2 separate regions of the Gossypium hirsutum genome follow, and region 1 is linked to region 2. Evidence: chromatin contacts called from public Hi-C data. All regions are on one chromosome and are shown on one strand. The core of a region is the stretch at or near the end of the contact, and the rest is flanking DNA. Distances in the headings are between cores, read along the strand shown. Region 1 holds the start of LOC107934460 (trihelix transcription factor PTL). Region 2 has its middle 83 kb from the start of LOC107956914.

The links. A called contact is a pair of places that touch in the nucleus more often than the background predicts.
Region 1: a contact with region 2 is called in a Hi-C map of leaf, with 4 times the contacts expected there. The contact joins the promoter of LOC107934460 here to the enhancer-like site in region 2. A contact is called at or near these places in 9 of 34 Hi-C or Micro-C datasets (anther, callus, leaf and 1 more).

The regions. Positions count from the first base shown.
Region 1 is chrA01:56,980,087-56,986,860 of Gossypium_hirsutum_v2.1, reverse strand. It overlaps LOC107934460 (trihelix transcription factor PTL), which reads right to left and starts at 4,716. Exons shown (of 2, transcript XM_016866892.2): 1 at 4,134-4,716; 2 at 2,167-3,590. The coding sequence starts at 4,573. The coding sequence ends at 2,447.
Region 2 is chrA01:56,694,817-56,701,898 of Gossypium_hirsutum_v2.1, reverse strand. No RefSeq gene overlaps it. Among protein-coding and RNA genes, the nearest start is that of LOC107956914, 83 kb to the right of the region's middle. Within about 2 kb of position 5,753, at least 3 of the 9 cell types and tissues checked have an H3K27ac peak or open chromatin away from gene starts, as enhancers often do. A contact at or near this core is called in leaf, where this site is marked.

The DNA.
Region 1 (6,774 bases), core at 3,467-5,966, 290 kb before region 2:
TAGGCCAACAAAATATGGGGTTCACTAGGGCTCTTACTAGGCATTGCAACCTTGCCCTTGAGTTTACCATTGAGCTTCCTACTAGTTTTACCCCATCTAGTAGTGTGTAATGGTTGGTTTCTAAATAATGATGGGGGTTGAGTAACCTGATTAATTCCCTCATTTTTAACACTAGAATCCTTCTTAGGATCAACTAGAGCCTTAAATCTGAATCCTAAATTTAAATTCCCTTGATATTCAAGTTCATTCGCAAGCCATTTCTTTAGACCATTTTGTATTATATGTTGGACAACCATCCATGGACCATAATTATTGCATACTATCAGTTGATCCGTTGTCTTCTCCAACACCGATGTTTGATCCATCTTTGATCGTTAATCGTTAGTCTCATCCCTTTGCCTCATAGGGTGAGCGTCCTTCGTATGACCATAGTGACCCCCAAGTGAATAAAATATTGGATGAAAATCCATACTAAACCCTTTATAGAACTCCTTCGACCTAAATTTTAGAAAGTAATGACCTGCTCAAATTAATTGATATTGCCATTCTTTCAAACCGCCCCTTCACAGCACTACTAGTATTACTATCAATTTTCACTACTTTACCTACCAGCAATGGCATGTAGCTTCGGTTATACCAAGCACCAGAGGGACCTGGTAATCTAATCCAAACCACCACTTGATTTGGATGATGTTGCAAGGTCAAGAAATCCTTTATCCAAGGTTGAACGATTAGGCAATGGCTAAAGATTATTCAGGGGCCCTTCTGACAGTACCTGAGAATAGTCATTAGCAAGATCCATAAGTTGCACGGTTTGCGTCGGCTTCCATAAAGCCTAGATTTTATTTAAGAGCATATTAAAGCCAATCTTTCTACCAGGCAATTTTATGATGATCAACTGATTCATGCTTTATTTGACTAGATAATGAACCCTTTCAAAAAAGGAGGTCGAAGGTACTCTATCTACCTTTTCAATTATTACGTAACCTTCCAATTTCACTATCATCATCATCCTCTATAGTTGAAGCATTCGTTTTCCCTGTGAGCAACGCATGTACTTTATCTTTGAAAGAGACCATCCCCTCATCTGTATGTTCTACCATCATTCCACCGCTATCTGGTCAATCCTCTTCGCCCAAGCGAACCTTCTTCGTGACCCTACCACCCACTCCTTTGGGGACAACTTCGATCCAGAACTATCGCCAATTATGTTGTTATAATATTTTTCTATCTTATCTTTTGATATCTAATTTATTTACGTTTGTTGTATGATAAAAATGACCATTAAAAATCCTTTATTTCTTCGACCCAACCACTCTTCTGATTTTGAGAAAAAAGAATTTATTTATCAATATAAGTCATTTATATATTCATGTCAAAATAATAAATAAATAGGACTCATAAAAAATTATTTACTTCTAGGGAAAAACTTTTACTGCATTAGGCTAACTCCAAAACTCAATTTTATTAAATTTAAATATAAACTCGATTCAACTTAATCTTAAAAATTTAACAACTCGAATCTTTGTAACTTGAAACCAGAAATTATCCAAGAACGAAATTATTCAAACTCGAAATAACTAAAACAAGCAAGTCAAAATAATATGAAGTAAAATAAATCTAACTCGAAAACTTGACTATTAAATCTAAATGCCCCAAATCTAAAATGATCTAAACCTAAAATGACCAAAATATTTTAAAAACTCCCCAATTCAATCCAAAACCAAACCGGTTCATCCTATCAAAATCTAAATGAGATTACAAGTTTTTTATTAGATATTTATTAGTTAAATTTATTTATATCGAACAAATATTTTACCTTTAAAAAAAACAAATATAAATGGAATATCAAATAGAATGATCTCGAGTATATATATGTAAAACCCGTTAATCCTTGGCCTACTTATTTGATACAAATGCAAACAAAATCTGAAAGATTTGCATTCTGGTTTACAATCTGATCCAAAGTCACTGTTTCCTTAACCTATGCACCGTACTTCAGAGAAATTGTACATAAACTTTTGCACACGTGGGGGCAAATGCCCTCTATAATGCAGAGATATTTCATCAGACATTTACTAAACAACAAATTCTCAGTAAATATATATTGAAAGAAGAAGAAAGAATGAAAGTGATAATGAAGAAGTATCATAAATCAAGTTTCCATGCACTAAATCAACTATATATATTGAAATGCAGTGGTTTTTCCTTTTCCGCTCTCCCCTGCAAGATATATTAAATCAAACCCATTAATCCATATTTGAATTAGCTAAGAACAACATGAAACACAGTTTGCTGTACATAAATTTTCAAGAGTCAAAGATCAGTCAAACTGCTTGCTTACACATTCTACACAGCCTCTCAAAAGAGAACTTACCCATGTGGGATGGATTACAATAATTGTGAAACCTGTCATCTTTTGTTTGAACTTACTGGTTTTTTTTCATCAGTTGCTGAGTTTCAGACCATAGTTTTCCCACAAGTTATTATCTCCATCAGCCATGAAGAAGCGAAAGCAACTATCGCTTACAGCATGAGAAGAGCCGTCATTTGGTTGGAGTCTCAATGTCTCAGGTCCTTGAGTGAAAATGGTCTCATGGGGTTGATAATAATCAAAGCCTCTTGAGTTCTCCTTTCTCTTTTTGTTACTCTCCTTGGTTTTCATTAGGGTATATGAACCACCAATGGTATCCCATTTGTCTTTGCACATTAAACCACTCCTTTCAAATCCTAAACACCCCATCTTAGCGGCGATTTCCTCCCACAAAACCACCTCTTCTGAATACCCTACTTGTTGGAACCTTGTTTCCATGGCGGTCCTCAGCTGTATGAGCCTAGAAACCTCAGCTTCTTGCCACCCATCAGCCTTAACAGTGTGGTTAATTGTTCCATTCCCATTTTCATTATGGTTTTCACCGTCAGATGATGCCGCCTTCAACTGTTTGCCAGCCAGGTTCTGTAATGCCTCCATTAAAGCAGCATCACGAGCTTCAATCCATGCTCTCTCTTTAGCCCAAAACTTATGCTCTCTATCTATTCTTATTGCTGCTTCTTTCCTCCATTGTTCTTCCCTTAAAACCCTCTCTTGCTCCTTTTCCTCGAGCGTCTTGGTCAGTTTCACAAGCCATGCCTCTTGCCTCTCCATTAGCTTCCCGATTTGCGAGTCGATGAACTCTTTTATCTTGGCTTTCCAGCTTCTGCAACCCCTTTTCTTTTTCAGCTTTGCACTGCTTAAATCATTGTTATCTGAGGAACAAGTGTCGAATTTTGAGGAACTTGAGAGACTAAGACTATCACTGCAAAGCTTTTGCGAGTGATAGATCTCTTGATTTGCTTGAGTATTGATGCTATTTTGAGCGCCATGAAACAGAAAACTGTTGCCGATTAGGGGAGTTTCTTGGCCTAAAACTCCATTGTTGTTGCTGGTATCCCCATATAAAGCTTCAAGTTGACGAAAGAATCGATAGTGTTTACCATCCTGTCTCCCAGCCTTGCCTTCCTTAGTCTTTTTATAATATTTATACAAGTTTTCGAATTTCTCCCTGCATTTTTTCCCACTCCTTTGGTACCCATGTTCCTCAAACATGACTCTACAGCACCAACAAAAAAGGGAAGGAAATGGCAATAAATTAAACTTTAAACCTATTAGAAAACAGATGAACCCTAATTCAAATTTGTATGACCATGGAAATATCATGTGATGAATGTTGATAAAGCTCTTATTTGACCATTCAAAATTGAAAAATAAAGATGGGTCTTTCGGCAAGGGACTGATGAAAACGTCTTTTCATGGATAAAACTTGCAGATGGGTACTTAAAACATCCAAAAGGTTAGTCATTTTTATAGTAAAAACCAGTAAAAACTTGCACAATAATGGAGGCAACACATTTTCAAAGGAAAAAAAGAGAGCAAGTCAGTTGAAGACTATAGAAATGATCAGCTATCGTTTATTTTCTTTAAAAATAAATAAAAGAAGAAAACTCGTGTAATACTGTTCCTGGTTTGAACCCCATTTCATATCTTTAAAAGGAGAAACAATCCATGGAGTGAAGTTGCTAGCTTTGGGAATGGAAGAAAATAGAGAATTAGGGTATGGAGAGCATGGAAGAATAAATATATTATTTGTATATACCTGGAAACTTCATCCCACAAAGGACCCTTTTGATTAGCTTCTTTGAACTTGGGGTCGAGATGAGATCTGATCTCAAGAAGTGTTAAGGTCTCTTGTCTCGGCCACCTTCCATTTCCTCCATCACCTCCAAAAGCAGTGGCTTCACCGTCGAACCCACAGCTGGGACTAAGTGTGGAAGCACTAGTGACAGTGGCAACAGCAGCCATGGGAGTGGCATTAGTATTACCAGTAGAATCAGAAGGGAACTCATGTCTACCCACCATTTGCATCACATCGAAGGGGTGGTGGGGTTGCTGCGGTGGCGGCAGATTCCGGTGGTGGCCGGGGGAGAATAACTCAGTATCCTGTGGAATTGCTTGGAAATTGATGGGTTTTCCGTTGAGTAGTTGCCTAAGATCGGGTATGGCATATTGATGGTGACGATGATCCTCCATTTCCATATCGATTTATGAACCCAAAAAGAAAAAAAACAATGGAAAAGGAAAAGGAAAGAGTAGAGTAAAGCTAAAAAAATAAAAATAAAGAGTGAAAGAGAAAGGTTTTAATAGAGAGAAAGAGTGTATGAAAGAGAGAGAAAGCGGCAGACTCGGATCGTGTCGTCCACGAAAAATCTCCAAATTAAGCTTAGGCCAACGGTCCCACACACTACAAATATACGTATTTTGCTACAATCCTTTCCAAAATTACCTACATTTGTACATAGTTGGAGTGCCTATTAATCCTAACCCAGGTTAATTTGGGTGTACCTTAATTTGGATTTTGATATTTATTTTGTATCCGCTTATTTTAAGTAAAAGAATTTTTAAATTTTTTATAAAAATATTTATTCATTCTTTTTCAATTTATAAGAGTAAATTAATTTATGTTAATTTTAAAAGTAAAAGTGAATAATTAAAGATAATTAATTATGGTATTAATATCTTTAATCAATTGCAAACGATTTTAGCTCTCGATGTTTATATATTTTGTCAATTTAGTCTAAGTTCTAAAAAATTTAACAAATTTAGTCTCAATATTTAGCATTTACATAAATGTTGCAGGATAAATTTGTTAAGTTATTACCAAATTAACAAAATGTGTAAATTTTAATGGCTAAATTTATTATTATACTAATCAAAATTATGTACAAATGATAGAAAACATTAACGTCATGGTTAATTATTCTTAGTTTCTCACATTCAAAATTGATAGGAATTAAATTGCGCAGATTTTTTAGAAGGACTAATTTGTCCGATTTCAAAATTAAAAGAAACTAAAAATACATTTTTACCGATTTTTTTAAATTTATCATTTTAAATTATTTATTCAAATTATTGTTAATCCAAGCCACTCTAGATTCTAATCATTTTAGGTTTGAGTTATTTTGTGTCCAAATCATTTTGAATTAAACAATTTTAAATTAAAAACTTAAATTATTAATTTTTTATAATAAAATTAAATTAAATCGATATCGAACTGGTTTTTGAATTGGGGCGAAAATCAAGGGTAGTGTCAAAACATTCCAATCACAACCCATTCCTCGACCGCGAGAAAAACCTTTGGGCCCTTTGGGGCTTGGAAGCCTTAAACACTTCATCATTTTGATAGATTCTTAAGCTGAATTTGTCAATTGTCATTCATTTCTGCACCTTCCTCTATTGATCCTTATTACCAACACATTTAATTCAGGTTTTCTATATTTGATATTATTTAGTGACTTTCGCTATTGTTTGGATAACCTTTGTTAGCATGTTCATTACCACTAATATAATTTTAATAACCTATGATATTCGATATAGTTGTATTAACCTTTGGCATACTTTCAATTTGGTAGCTTTTGATATAATTTTAATAACTTTTAATATGATTTTTATAACCCTTTGATATAAAGTGTGTCGAAACCATTTTTTTGAAAACAGGAAATCAACTTTTGAAAACGAAAAGTTGGAAGTCGCCACCAATCGTTTTTAATAGGGTGTGATTGGACCACCTCAAAACACGGTCGTTTTTAATAAATAAATAAATTTTTCAAAACGACGATTTTAGTCTGCGAAAATAGAAAACCGGTTCGGGAGTCAGTTACGTACGAGGAAGGATTAGCACCCTCGACACGCCCAAAATTAATACTTGATTGATTATTTAGTGTCTTAATGTCAAAAATTAAAGATTTGGACAGAGTTCAAAACGCGATCCTCCTTTTATTGGCTTTTAAAACATTTAGGTAAGTCAAATGTGTATTAAAGATCATCTCACCTCAAGGTAAAACATTACATCCAGTACGTTAGGACACAACATTTTTTACCCTCAATTGTAAGCTTGCCTTTAAAACGTGCGTTTTAGCCTTAAGAGGATATTCGAATATTCAAAACAAACAAAGAAAGCGAAACCCAATACGTTAGGGCACGATTCTTCGAATTCTTTAAATACCGAACATTGCCTTTATTGTGAAATTTTTTTAGAGTGAACTGGTAAGAGGATATTCGAATATTCAAGACAAACAAAGAAAGCGAAACCCAGTACGTTAGGGCACGATTCTTCGAATTCTTTAAATACCGAACATTGTCTTTATTTTGAAAAATTTTGAGAGAAGATCAATGGATAAATGAATTAAGGACATAGATTTTTTTTAAAAATGATGATAATAGACAACATGAAAATAATA
Region 2 (7,082 bases), core at 4,504-7,003:
TCCCATTACTCGAAAACTTACCTCGGATGTTGTCGAACGATTCCGATGGCTATTCGACCACTTTTTCCTTCCCTTTATCGGATTTAGTTCCCCTTTGCTCTTGAGCTTAATTTAACAAATAAATTGATTTAATCATTTGAGCATCGAAAAGAGGAACTCAAGGTACTTGGCCCACATATATTCATTAGATATTAAAGTCACATATGTACGGAATCATGAATCAAACTCAACACATTAGTTAATACTCTCCTTAGCCGAATTTTCTAAGTCAAGATAAAGCCTTCAATATGCTTACCTATGGCCGAACAACACATCAACCTATGTACTCATTCATGTGGCCGATTATGCATGTCTATGTTGAGGCCAATTATATACTCAATACCACACACAAATGGCATACCTTTTACTAACTAATGCATTACATATTATAACTCAATACACATCCATCATGTACTCCATAACCGAAACACCATCATATGTAAATATATACCTTGAGATATTGTATATGTCATACCAATACGTCATGTGCAAACATATATATATATGTGCAAGAGCCGAATCTCAAAGTTGATTATAACTAAACATGACCATAAATCCAAAACACAAATCTTACCTACCATGCAATAAGCATAAATCATACTTATGGATATACCATGGCCGAATACATCACAACACCAAACCATTTCAATTTTGGTCATGGTTAAACAAAGAACTTAATGTCTCACTCAAAAATGCTAAAAAGAAAATCCAAGAGTCATCAATCCACCATCACATGTATCATTAACAAGCTTCATATTTAGCATGCAATGGCATTAACACAAAATCCACCTAGGCCGAATATCATCCCCATGACATAGCAAAGATTTGAACCATGGGCTAATTAGAACTCAAGCTAGCAACTAAAAACATGCATGAATCTCATGGCACAACCTCAAACATACCTTAATCTAGATACAAGTATGGCCAAACCTCCTCCTAATCCTCTTCCAAACCAAACATGAAGCAAGAACTCCTTCCTCCTTCCTTAGAATTTTCGGCCAAAAGAAATGAATTCCTCCTTCCTTAGAATTTTCGGCCAAAAGAAATGAAAAAGGACGAACAAATTTTTTTTTCTTTTCTTTAACTCACGGCAATGGGGGGGAACACTCACACACATTCTTTCTTTTTTTTCCATTTCTTTATTACCCATACTCCTTATTTTATTTTTCCTAACATGCCTCACTAACATAACATGTTTGTGACATGTTTCCACTCATAGCATGGCCGGCCACTACTAATTAGGGGGGGAAATTTGACATGCAAGTCCTCCCTTTTTATTACATGCACTATTAGATCCTTATAGATTAGCCTATCACATTTCAAAAGTGTCACACAAATCCTACTAACTGAATTCACATGCAATCGACTAAATCGAAGCTTGAAATTTTCACACATTCATAATTACATATTCTAGACAATAAATATCACATTCAAACATTTCGGTGACTCGGTTTAGCGGTCCCGAAACCACTTCCCGACTAGGGTCAATTTTGGGCTGTCACAAAACATGTTAACCCAATACATATCTTTCATTTACTATCATCAAACTTCATAAATGGCTCAATTCAAAATCATTAACAATTTCTAAAATTCAGACATAGGCTTGATAGAATACAGTGCAACGATCACAAAAATATAGAAATTATCAAAAACCGAACAAAAATCATACCTTAATCAAAGAAGACAAAGCTGAACCCTAGTTTAGTCTTTTTCTTTCTTATTTCTTTTTATTTTCAGCAATATAAGATGTTAATGGCTTAATTTCATACTTTGGTTTAATTATAATATGTTTATTTCATCATTTACTTATTTACCCTTTGTAATTAAACATATAATTCATATTAATTAAGGCCATTAATGTCCACTCATACTTCCAATGGTCAAATATCAACATAAGGACTTTTTCTTTAATAAGCCATAACAAATAGGCACACTTAACATATAGCATGCAACTTTTACAATCTATGCGATTAAGTCTTTTTATCAAAATATTTTTCTGACTCGGATTTGTGGTCCTGAAACCACTGTTCCGACTAGGGTCAAAACCGGGTTGTTACAAGTATGTTGATTTTTTCCTTCCAAATATACATCCATCTATAGGTTAAGTTGCAATTGGACTAAGTCACTATTATAGGTAAATAGAGATAGACACTAAAGCTTTGTTCACATAGTTTGAAAAGTTCTTATGTTTGCGAGGCCTTGCATAGAGAGTTACTCCACTATGCTTCAATTAGTACAAGTTGTGATTTAAGTCTCACTCACTCTCCAAATAGCAACATCGCTCCTATACTCTAAACATGATCACTCTCTCTTCACGACTTTTCCCCTAAAAGCTTAGATGTAAATTGATTGACTTAATTAAGTTTACTTACAATTTTTTTGCACTCAATAATAATTACTTTGTAAACAAATAAAGTACTCTTTCAATCCATATGTCTAACCTAAACAAACCGTGTATATAAATTAAAAAGGCTTGTTAAGTTACAATTAACCATTTTCTCTATTTCCTTCCTCCTTCCATTTTCCTTCTTTCTTTATTTGCCCTCCTATTCCTTCACTCATCTCATGTCTTAATAAAAAAGCCATTTTAATATCAAATATCTACAGTCCACCATATATCTTAAATTTATATATATCTATGTAGGGTTATGTGTGTTTGCTTTGAAAGAGATAATCAAACCATGGCATGCAGAGCAGCAAAATGTAAGAGCAAAATTTTCGCAACCATCATTATAAAAAGGGCCCACTTAAAGATATAAGGCTATTGGAAAGCAAGTGTATTCAATGAGACTATGTCTCCTCCATATCTTCATTTCAATATTGCAGCCTATGATAAGAAATTTCTATTCATCGAGATCCAAATGTCGGGGCAGCTTTCGAATGATGGGTATCGACCCCATGCACGATAGATGGGATTGCTCAATAATTACACTGAGAAACACATATTTCAATTTGTGACATTTAGATCAAGGATTTAAGTGAGATTGTGAGCGACATAGATACTGTCACAATTGGTTATATAGTAAATATTGACATGGAGAATCAAAACTAAGATCACAGCTGAGTTGAACTATATTTTTATTTATATACACTTAAATTAATGTTGTGTGACTTTATTTAACATATTTTAATACTGTTTTCAATTCGGCTCTAGAATGGTTTCTTTAATCCATACTGAAATTTTATATAATATTCTAAAAGTATATTAGTTTTTAAAAAATCAAGCCAAATATATTTATAAAGTTGTATAATAGCTAAACAATTATAATAAAAATATATAAATATTTTTAAAATCAAGATATATGTTATATATTCTTATAAACTAAAAAATCATAATTAAAAATATAACAAATAGTTACAAAACATATTAGTCAATATATTGGGGTGGACGGATTTTATCTAAATTTTACCTCTAAAATTTTAGAGTGTTTTTAAAAATTCACATAAAAATTAAATTTGAGTGTAAATATTTGTTTAATTAAAAAATATAATTGTTTGTAGGTATATTACATGTTTAAATAATTAATACAATTATACTTTTTAATTTTTTTTAAATGGTTGAAATTCAAAGAATTATGTAAATAATCCATCATTATAACTTTAAATTTATATATAATATGGCAAACTATAAAAAAATGATAATAAGATACTTTAGACAGTGTCATTTCGGTTGGGCACTTTATGTGGGGAGAGAGTAGGGGCTGATTACTTAGCCGGAGCCCGGAAAACACCCAAGAAAGAGGAGTAGGGGTTGGCAACCCAATGCCAATGTTTTTTTTTGTTTTATAGGGTTGAATTGTAGTTAAAAGTTGTCTTATCGATTTGTGGGAGTGAGTTGTCACCTTTGGAAAGCTTAATCATGAAACATAAGAAAAGCTTAAAGGCTTTGATTTAGGCATTAATTAATTAAAGATATGGGAGTTTCTCTTTATTGGGCAAAGTATCTTGCTTTCAACCATCAAATATCCCATCAACTTTCAATTCAACGAGTTCATTCAGGATCTTCCCCAATTCTGGAACTTGCTACCTCAATTATGCCTTTAATGTCAGCCCACTTTACTCAACATAACTGGCTCATATACACTTTAACTAGTGCTTTCTAAGTGAGCCCCTTTTTTCCAGGATGGGCTCTCCAGGCCATTATATTTCCTTCCCCTTTTCCTTCAAGAGTTCAATGGTTCAATTACTTTTTGGAGTACGGAATTCGAAATTATTCTCACTTTGGGTATGTATTTTTTTTATCTAAATTAATCTTTAATCTTTCCTTCAAAATTTTAAAATTTAGACTTTCATGTGAGAATAATTGTCAAATATTAAACTCCAATATAGAAACAATTCCTAAGTTTAGGAATTAATTTGGATTAAAAAAAAACTAAAACTCCAACGTGAGAGCAATTGCCTAGTTTATACCCTAATATGGAAACATTTATCAAGTTCAATGACTAATTTAGATAAAAAAAAAGTTCAGACCTCAACGTGAGAGTTTTGCTAAACTCAAGTCCCAAAGCTTTATAGCTTTTAACAGGGATGGCAATTCGAATTTCGAATTTATCCAATTCAAATTTTATGGATTCAAAGCAGATATAAATAGACCCCTTCCAATAGAATTCAAATAATCTCAATATGTATCTATTGGTTACAAAATATTTAAATTTTGTTTCTAACAAGTTTGCACCCAAGACCTCTTATACATAAAACCATGTTTTAGCTACTAATATTACTCTTAAACATTAATTATAATTTACACAAATTAATAATTAATGTATAAAAATATAATAAAAATATTTTTTTTAAAATATATATACTAATTAATAATAAAATTAAAATAACTATTTCGTCTTCTTTTAAATATCATGTAGCTTCTAAATTTTTTTTTATCTATAAACCTAAGCAAACAATGAGATGAGACCACCGTAATTCCTAAATTTTTCATTGCTTTTTTTATTATTTTATTAACTCAAGTAGTTAAATTACTTTAAAAGATTTATTTAATATTTATATAATTAAAAGAAATATTATAATATAAATTTATTTTCTAATATCACTTAATTATATTCAATACATGTTATATTATAAAAAATAGTATACATACATGTTTAAGGACATATAATATATCAATTATAACTTATGAATGTATAATAATATTATTATACAATTATAATATTATAATGTGTATTATTTTATTAATGATATGCACCTAAACGTTAAACATGTAACTCATTTTATGGTAGATTATAATATATACAATTAGCATTATATAATTAAGGTAGATTATTTAAGATTACTTACCCTATATACAATTACATTATTATAACATACATTTTTATATCAATGATATGTAAGATTAAACCCTAAACGTATTGTTATAATAGGCGTCGATAATGATAATAGAATGATCACAAAGCAATAATAAAAATAAAAATAAAAACACACAAATTTTACGTGAAAAAACTATGAGCAAAAGAGAAAAAATTCACTAATGTTAAAAACTGAATGGTACAAGATGATGTAATTCCACCAACAAGGCTGAATTAATTCTTGTCAAGGTGAAACAATTTGAAGTTGGGCCGTATTTCCATGAACTACTTCTTCTTGAGATGGCCAAAACAAAGATTGATCATTTGTGTTTACCAATTGAGTCAACTATAGGGGGCGAACCAAGTGAGTCAAAGAAGAGTTTAAAGGGCCTATGTGTGGACGTTGGGAACAAGCCCAAATTAATCATGTTCTGATTGGCCAAGACCAAGTCAAATGCTGATCCAAGAGTTGGATGAGACCCCATTGGGTTTGATTAATCATGAGACACTTTAGGAAGACTTTAAATTAAGTTTCATTTCAGTTTAACAAGTTTGTATCTTTAAATTATGCCTTGAATTATATGTCTGCATCTTTCATTGTGTCTAGCATTATCTGTTCTGCATTTAATTAAGTCATACATAAAAGCATCTCATATGTTAATTAAGTTTGTGTTTTAATTATGTGCATTATGAAAATAAGTTTACATTTTAATTAAGCCATGCATTTATGCATCTTATATGTTAATTATATTTAAGCATACGTTGGAGTTACATATTCATAAATAAATGCATGTATGTATTTATATTATGGTGATTTCTATCATAAATATGTGTTTTAAGTTAAATATTTTAGTAGAATAAGAATATGAAAATTTGTCAATGTTTAATGTCTAATTATTTATCTTGTAGGTGACTATTTATAGGACCAAGAATAACTTTTCAACTCTAATCGATTTCATTCACTTAAAGTTTATTATGGTGGCCGTTCAAATGGATCACAAGTGGCTCTTTAAAATCTTATCGATTTCATGCACTCAAGGATCATTATGGAGCCATTAAAAGAGATGAATGTCAAGCAACATAACATTCGGCCATAAGGGAGATGAAGGGACACTAAACAACACAATTATGGAACATTAAACTTTCAACAAGTGAAGAGACATGACTTTTCAACTATCTGAATCAAGTGACGAGTCATGACTTATTAGTTGCCCTTCATAAAGTTATAATCGAATTTTAAGTTGTGATAAAAGCTAATGTAGCTGCTGAATTTGAATAGTAAAATTAGGGCCTATATATATCTTATAAAAGGACAATGTTGAGGTTAGACAATTATTCTAAATATAAACTTTGTTGGTGAGATTATTATCTCATGGTTCTTCATTGAACTAAGCTAAACTTATCAAACGTTTACTAGTTTGTGGCATTCACCCAATTGTCTTATCAATTCGTTTCCCATCATGAAGTGTGGCGATTTTGCTTACCAACGTTCGAGTATTCTTTCACGTTTAAGTGGGTCATAATTTTAATATAGCTACGGTTTCTTAAAGTATTTAAGTGTTACGGGTCAAGGTTTCCACCAATTAAACCTATTCAAGACAGTCCTTCCATTCAAGCTATTTTCCAAACCCTCCAAGTTTGGAAAATCATATCACAAGAGGAGTTTCGATTATATCTATTTAAGGGTTGAAAAAACCTACGACCCTTGACCTCTCACCCCCACAGATCTCCTTATTTATTTATTCA